2 separate regions of the Ovis aries genome follow, and region 2 is linked to region 1. Evidence: chromatin contacts called from public Hi-C data. All regions are on one chromosome and are shown on one strand. Each heading gives the region's core, a stretch centred on a gene start, on an enhancer-like site or on the middle of the called end of the contact. The rest is flanking DNA. Distances are from core to core; before and after follow the strand shown.

Region 1 (3,217 bases), core at 198-2,697:
CCAGTGGTTATTTTTCTTCTGCAGAACGCGCGCGCGCGCGTGTGTGTGTGTTGGGCGCGGAGGGGGGCGCGGAGAACCGGACGGATGCCCTCGCCCTTCCCGAGCCAAAGCACTCAGGTCTGCGGCTCCCGAGTCTGGGGTGCTTTCTGTGAACCGCGGCCGGCGCCCCACATGTCAAGCCGGGTGCCCCCGGCGCGGGGCTCGGGCGCCCCGGGGGGACCCGCGCCGGGCGGGCGGCAGCGGCGCGGTCGGGAGAGCGCGCCCGGGCCGTCGGGGGTCCCCGGCCCGCACCCCGCCCGGGGGCTGCTTTGTGTCGGGGGCCCGGGGGGCGGGCGGGGTGTTTCTAGTGAAGACCCCGGGGGCGATGACTCGGGGCTCCGAGCCGGGCGCGGGCGAACACGCCCCGCGTCGCTCGGGACCGTCCGAGGCGAGGGTGTGTGCCTGCCGGGGGCGCTGGGGGCCGATAAGGCGAGGCCGGGGTTAATCATCGCCTCCCGAGCTTTGGGGAGGGGACGGCCCGGGCCCGCAGCGGCGGGAGGACGGCCCCGGGAGAAGCGGCGCCCCGCGCCCCGCGCCCCGCGCCTCTGCCCCGCCGGCCTCCCGCGCGAGCAGCGGCAGCCTGAGCGCACCCGCTCCTCCCGCCCGCCCGGCTCCGCACTCGAGGCAGCGCAGATCTCACCGCAGGGCTCTAGGGCGCGTTCTCCACCAAAATCACCTGGATGGGGCGGTGGGGTCAAGAAAAAAAAAAGAGCCAGAGCCACTGGAAATAAAACAAGTCGGTTTCGCCTGTCAGTTTCTGAAAAATGTTACCACGTTCCCATACCGGGAGTCGAACCCGGGCCGCCTGGGTGAAAACCAGGAATCCTAACCGCTAGACCATATGGGAAGTGCTGTGAGAAGCTCCGCGGTGACTCACCTGACAAGAGCGAACGCCGCCGCCGCCGCCCCAGCTCCACCACCCGCAGCCGCCGCCGCCTCGGGGCCGCCGCCGCCTGCTCCCCAGCTCCCCACGCGCTCGCGAGCCCGGGAGCGCGCCTGGCAGGAGCGCGCGGGCGTCCCAGCGGTGGGGCGGGGTCGCTCCGCCGGCTGAGGAAAAGTTCTGAGGCCAAGCCCAGCGACTCTCGGCCCCGAAACCAGCTCTTTCACCTTTCTTTCTTTTTTTTTTTTTTAAACTCCGCCAACGGCCCCCTCCCCAGCCTACGGGTCCGGGCTGCTCCGCCGGTCAAAGTGCGTGCGGACCAGTTGGCAAAGTTGAGGGCGGCGACGTCTCTGGGAACAGCTGTTTGCGTTCGGGGCGGAGGCGGCGCGCGAGCTCCTCGGGCCCCGAGCCAGCGAGCCTAGAAGGAGGTGGAGGTTCTGGACCTCGGGAGGGGAAAAGAGAGAGAGAGAAGGCGAGCTGACGCGGGGACGCGAGACTCGAGCGTGCCCCCAAGTCCCGTCGCGCTCTCGCCCCTGCTCGGCGACCTCAGCCCCTTATAACGACCCCACCTCTCGGGGAGCCGGAGGCCCGCCCCTCGAGGAGGAGCGCAGGGGAGGAGAGCGCGAACGCGGATTGGGTCGCCGGGGCACCCGTAGTCGGGAGCGGCGGAACGCGGGCCCCGGGGACGGCGGGAGGCGTCCGCGCTCCGAGGCTGCGGAGGGCCTCGTGGTGAGCTGGGGCCTGGTTCTCCCCGCGCGGAGAACGCGAGCCTCGCCCGGGGCCGGGGGCGGCCCGCGGAGCGCCTGGTCCAGTCATGTGAGTGGGTTTCTCAGGCTCTCAAACAACGAGGTCTTGTTTCTCCGGGCGGCCCTTCTCCCGCCGGGTCTCTCCCTCCGCCACCGCCCCTCTCCCCCCGCGCGCCCTCGGCCAGGGGCGTGACGGAAGCGCCCTTAACTCGCTCGGGGCCGGCTGCGGACCGGCGCGGCCGGTTCTCCCGTCCCGGGGTGGGGACGCGCGGGCTCTGGCAGGGAGCCTGGCGGCCCCTGCAGGTAGGACGGCCGCCGTGGAGCGACAGAGGGCTGCCGCCGCCTCCACCGTCGGGGCCCGCGAGCATCCTCGTTCTGGCGGCGCTTGAACCGTGGGGTGTTGTGAAACCGGAGGGTTGGACTGCGGCCACCGCTGCCGCCTCCGCCTGCTAGAAGCGGCCAGCCCTGGTTAGCTTATGACTTTAATTTTTGGTCTTGCCAGCTGAGAGATCCATTGGCTTTTCCAACTCTCTTGCCTTGAGGCTCAAGAACAAACTATTAACTGATAGTCTCGGAGGAGCCACAGTCTCCCACCAGAAGCGTCTTATGTTTAGTTCTTTGAGTGGAAATAACGATTTAACGTGAACTTTTTGAGTTTCTTCAAGTCTCCTCACCTCCGAAAATGCCAGAAAGGAATGGATGATCTTCTCCAACATGTTCCTTATTTCTTAACACTGATGACAATCACAAATGATACATTTTTAAAAGCTATTTTGTTGAAGGGAGTTTTAAATACGGTGCAGACTTTTTTACTCTAGTGGCAGCAATTTCAGTTGACTGCTTTCAATCGGCTAAATGATAAAGCAGGATGCTGTGTGTAACAAGATTGTGAAGCCTGCATGTCGGATTGTAAGTTGAAGATGTAAATCACGCAAAAATTACCTTTTTAGGTTCTAAATAAACTTGTTTTTTCTTTTCCAGGGCAGACTACTGGAAGTCACAACCAAAGAAATTCTGTGATTACTGCAAGTGTTGGATCGCGGACAATAGGCCTGTATGATGATTCCTCTGTTAGAGAGTCTCCTGATAACTGTGTTCATGCGAGATGTTCTTTGTTGATCTCAACTGAGAGCTTACAAAGTACTTTCATATGCGTTGCTCTTGATTTTTCAAAACATCGAACAATTTCTGTGTTTTCATTCCTTGTAGGAAAGTTGTGAGCCTTCTTTATCATCAGCCCAAATTTGATTATCTACTAAGCCAAATTATTTCTCTCTGGCCCTTCAGTCACATTCAGGAACTGGACATTGAGTGGGTAATCACATTCATGTTTATGAAACACCTAGGATATGACGGTGCTGTTTGTAATATTGTTGTATACAAAGAAAAGTAAAAGCAGAAAGTCCTTAACTGTAAAAAGAAACGTTATTGTAGTTTTTCTTGTATATTTCTGCTCTATAGGTAGTTAAATATTTAATGTAGAGCTTTATATTTCTAAATGCTTAAATTTGAAAGACATCATTATCTTTGTCATGGAATATGAAAACAACAA
Region 2 (3,217 bases), core at 526-3,025, 200 kb after region 1:
TTACAAGTTAGGTGAATTTGGCTGTGTCCAATAACTATCTGTTCTTCCCTCTAACAGAGATAACCAAAAGAGCGAACAAATGTACACAATTGTGATTACTGAATAAGAAAGGGAGAAGATAAAGTGTTCTGAGAAAAATACTTTGCCCCTAGAATCCTGAGGTTCGAATTTGAAGTAAGGGTCAAAACTTATCAGAATCAACCTTTATTATCTCCAGTGTTCCTACTATGCTAGGGGTATTAATATATCAGTTCAGTTGCTCATTGCAGGTCAGCTAACTTGGATATCATTATTTCCTAAGAAATAGAATGGTCTCTAAAATACTCAAAATTTAAAGGGTTCTGCTAACAAAATGTAACTTAATCATACTCTAAAGAGGGCACCAGTGTCCAGTAGCCACAAATGCTAGTCCTCCAGGAGTTACTACTCGTCTTCACATTGAGACAGGCTGGGGGCTGGGGCCTGGGACCCGCTGGTGCAGGGATACCATGCCTGCACCTGGACAAACATCTCCAGGAGCAACAAAACACAAAGGAACTATAAGGGACTTAACTGCGTGCATGCGCAGTTGGGGCAGATTCTAGACACCTAGATACAAAGAAACCAAAAAGCCCACCTGCCACCTCCCAAGAGCCTGAAGAGCTGGGCGTAAAAGCATGGTCCTACGCATGACCCCTCAAAGGGAGGGACAAACCACTTAAGCTATCCCTCCTTCCGACCCCGGACACGAACAAGCTCGCCTCTGTCTCCCCACCCCCAGCAAGTGAGCAAGCAAGCAAACTTGTTCTGGCTGGCCCCTGCTGTAGCAGGGGCCTCAATAAAGCCTTCTTTCAATTTCCTGACTAGCCTCTGAATACTTTCTAGTGATTAAGGAGGCCAAGAACCGTGATGGGTAGCAACATCTAGTCTCCATCACAGGTGTGTCCATTTGAAAGAGGACAGAAAAAAACGGCAAAAAGATTTTTGTTGAAACACTTCTAGCTAGACTTCCTTTTTAGGAACAGTTAGTAGAAGGGAGAGGACAGAGGATGAAATGGCTGGATGGCATCATCGACTCAATGGGCAGGAGTCTGGGCAAACTCCCAGAGATTGTGAAGGGCAGGGAAGCCTGGTGAAGAGTCGGACACCATTAAGCGGCTGAACAACAAGTAAAAATACCTCTCTAGGTCATGAACTTCAATGTTAAGTAAACCCTAAGACCTTCACCCTCTAGGGTTATCTATACTTCAGAATTGCAAGTCTTCTCCTTCACCCCTCACCCCCTCGCCCCCATACACACAAATAGTTAACAAGATTAATCTGAAATTCTAGGAACTCTCAGCCTCGGCAAATCAGTAGCGACTCTAAGCCCGCACGAGAGTACCACGTGTAAGTTACGCTGAGTTACTCGGTATCAGGAATGATCCCATAGGGAGGCACCAGGGGGGAAAAAGGCTAGAGAAAGAAAATAAGACTTTTAAGATCAGAAAAGAGACATGAACTGTGAGTAGTAAAAAAAATTAAGGACACTAGTTTTCCTTACTGAAGTCGGAACCTTCTTTGATCCACTACATTTCAGCCCATCGGTCACCGGATCCCTTTCACCTCCGGGTTCACCCAGTCTGGGTTAGAGCCCGACCCCGCCTCCTCGGGCGTCTCCACTCCTCTGCGGAAGAGGAGTTCTTGAGTGTGCGCAACATAAGCTAACAGAGGAAACAGCAGAGAAAACGATACAGCAAGGAAACTTCCCCCGAGACGGCCTTGGGCTTGCTCATCTGGAGTCAGAACCCAAAGTGTGGCTTGCCAGGGGAGGGAGAGGGGAGGTGTGCGGGTAACGCGGGCTGGCGCGTTGAATGAACGACTCCCGGGAGCGTCGGCCGGGGAGTCCTGGGAGTTGTAGTTTACGTCGGACAGGCGCTCCGCCCCCAACCCTCTAGGCCGAAGCTGCAGCTTCGGTTTTCCCAGTTTCAGGCAAGCTCAAAAGGGAAGTTCTCTACAGTTCTGATTAAGAGCTGAAGATATAAAAAAATTTCCTTACACGTGGAGCCACTACAGCAGGGATTCCTGATTTTTTTTTTAATATATAAAGGAGGATTCGAAAGTTTACAGGATTCCGAACGTTAATAGCTGTACTTTTCAGCTTTCCTTGCCTGAGAAAATGCCTAATGGCTAGTTGAGACTGTAAATGTATATCTTTAAAAAAATCATAGCAGTACTCAGATAGCAAGTTGTGTTCCACTCTTGGTGACCCCCATGGACTATAGGCCTCCAGACTCCCATGTCCATGGGATTCTCCAGGCAACAATACTGGAGTGGGTTGCCATTTCCTCCTCCAGGTCTTCCCTACCCTGGTCAAGCCCGGGTCTCCCACATTGCAGGCAGATTCTTCACCACTAGCACTACCTGGAGAATTGATGCTTTTGAACTGTGGTGTTGGAGAAGACTCTTGAGAGTCCCTTGGACTGCAAGGAGATCCAACCAGTCCATTCTGAAGGAGATCAACCCTGGGAATGATACTAAAGCTGAAACTCCAGTACTTTGGCCACCTCATGCGAAGAGTTGACTCATTGGAAAAGACTCTGATGCTGGGAGGGATTGGGGGCAGGAGGAAAAGGGGACGACTGAGGATGAGATGGCTGGATGGTATCAGTGACTCGATGGTGTCAGCGAGTCTGAGTGAACTCCGGAAGTTGGTGATGGACAGGGAGGCCTGGCGTGCTGCGATTCATGGGGTCGCAAAGAGTTGGACACGACTGAGCGACTGAACTGAACTGAACTGAACTGAGCACTACCTGGGAAGCCCTGAAAGTCACAAGGAGGATCCAAAATATGGGAGACCATGTATAGTCACAGGTTAGTGACTTTATATCTGTTGTATATGCATAAACAGAATTTGGGGGCTCAATTTAGGTTTGAGTAAGTACATTAAGTAAAACATCAATTAAGTAAAGCATTAGAAACATAAATAACAAACAATTCCAGCAAAATGCAAATATATTGCCTTACTTTAAATATTCAAGTAGGATACTTATTTATGTTGCAGATATTGAACTCTGTGCCTCAGTATTTCTTCCTGAAAAGAAGAGGCAACAAAAATTCCATATTACTGACTTCACAGGATATTTTCTTAGGTTATGAACATAAATGTAAAAACGGGAATTAGCCATAAACATAAATATCTAGCATTTATTGCCTATATCAAGGTATCCACTTCTACCAACTACATCCTGGATACTAT

The links. Hi-C and Micro-C count contacts between places; a contact is called where the count stands out from the background.
Region 2: a Hi-C map of liver shows a contact between it and region 1, with 4 times the contacts expected there. The contact joins the promoter of MTRF1 here to the promoter of ELF1 in region 1. A contact is called at or near these places in 3 of 16 Hi-C or Micro-C datasets (hypothalamus and liver).

Annotation. Positions count from the first base shown.
Region 1 is chr10:11,651,691-11,654,907 of ARS-UI_Ramb_v3.0, forward strand. ELF1 (E74 like ETS transcription factor 1) reads right to left here and starts at 1,448. Exons shown (of 9, transcript XM_060394267.1): 1 at 917-1,448. It overlaps WBP4 (WW domain binding protein 4), which reads left to right and starts at 1,578. Exons shown (of 10, transcript XM_004012044.5): 1 at 1,578-1,735; 2 at 2,647-2,719. The coding sequence starts at 1,734. It overlaps TRNAE-UUC (transfer RNA glutamic acid (anticodon UUC)), which reads right to left and starts at 886; the gene lies at 815-886.
Region 2 is chr10:11,850,527-11,853,743 of ARS-UI_Ramb_v3.0, forward strand. It overlaps MTRF1 (mitochondrial translation release factor 1), which reads right to left and starts at 1,776. Exons shown (of 10, transcript XM_004012046.6): 1 at 1,523-1,776.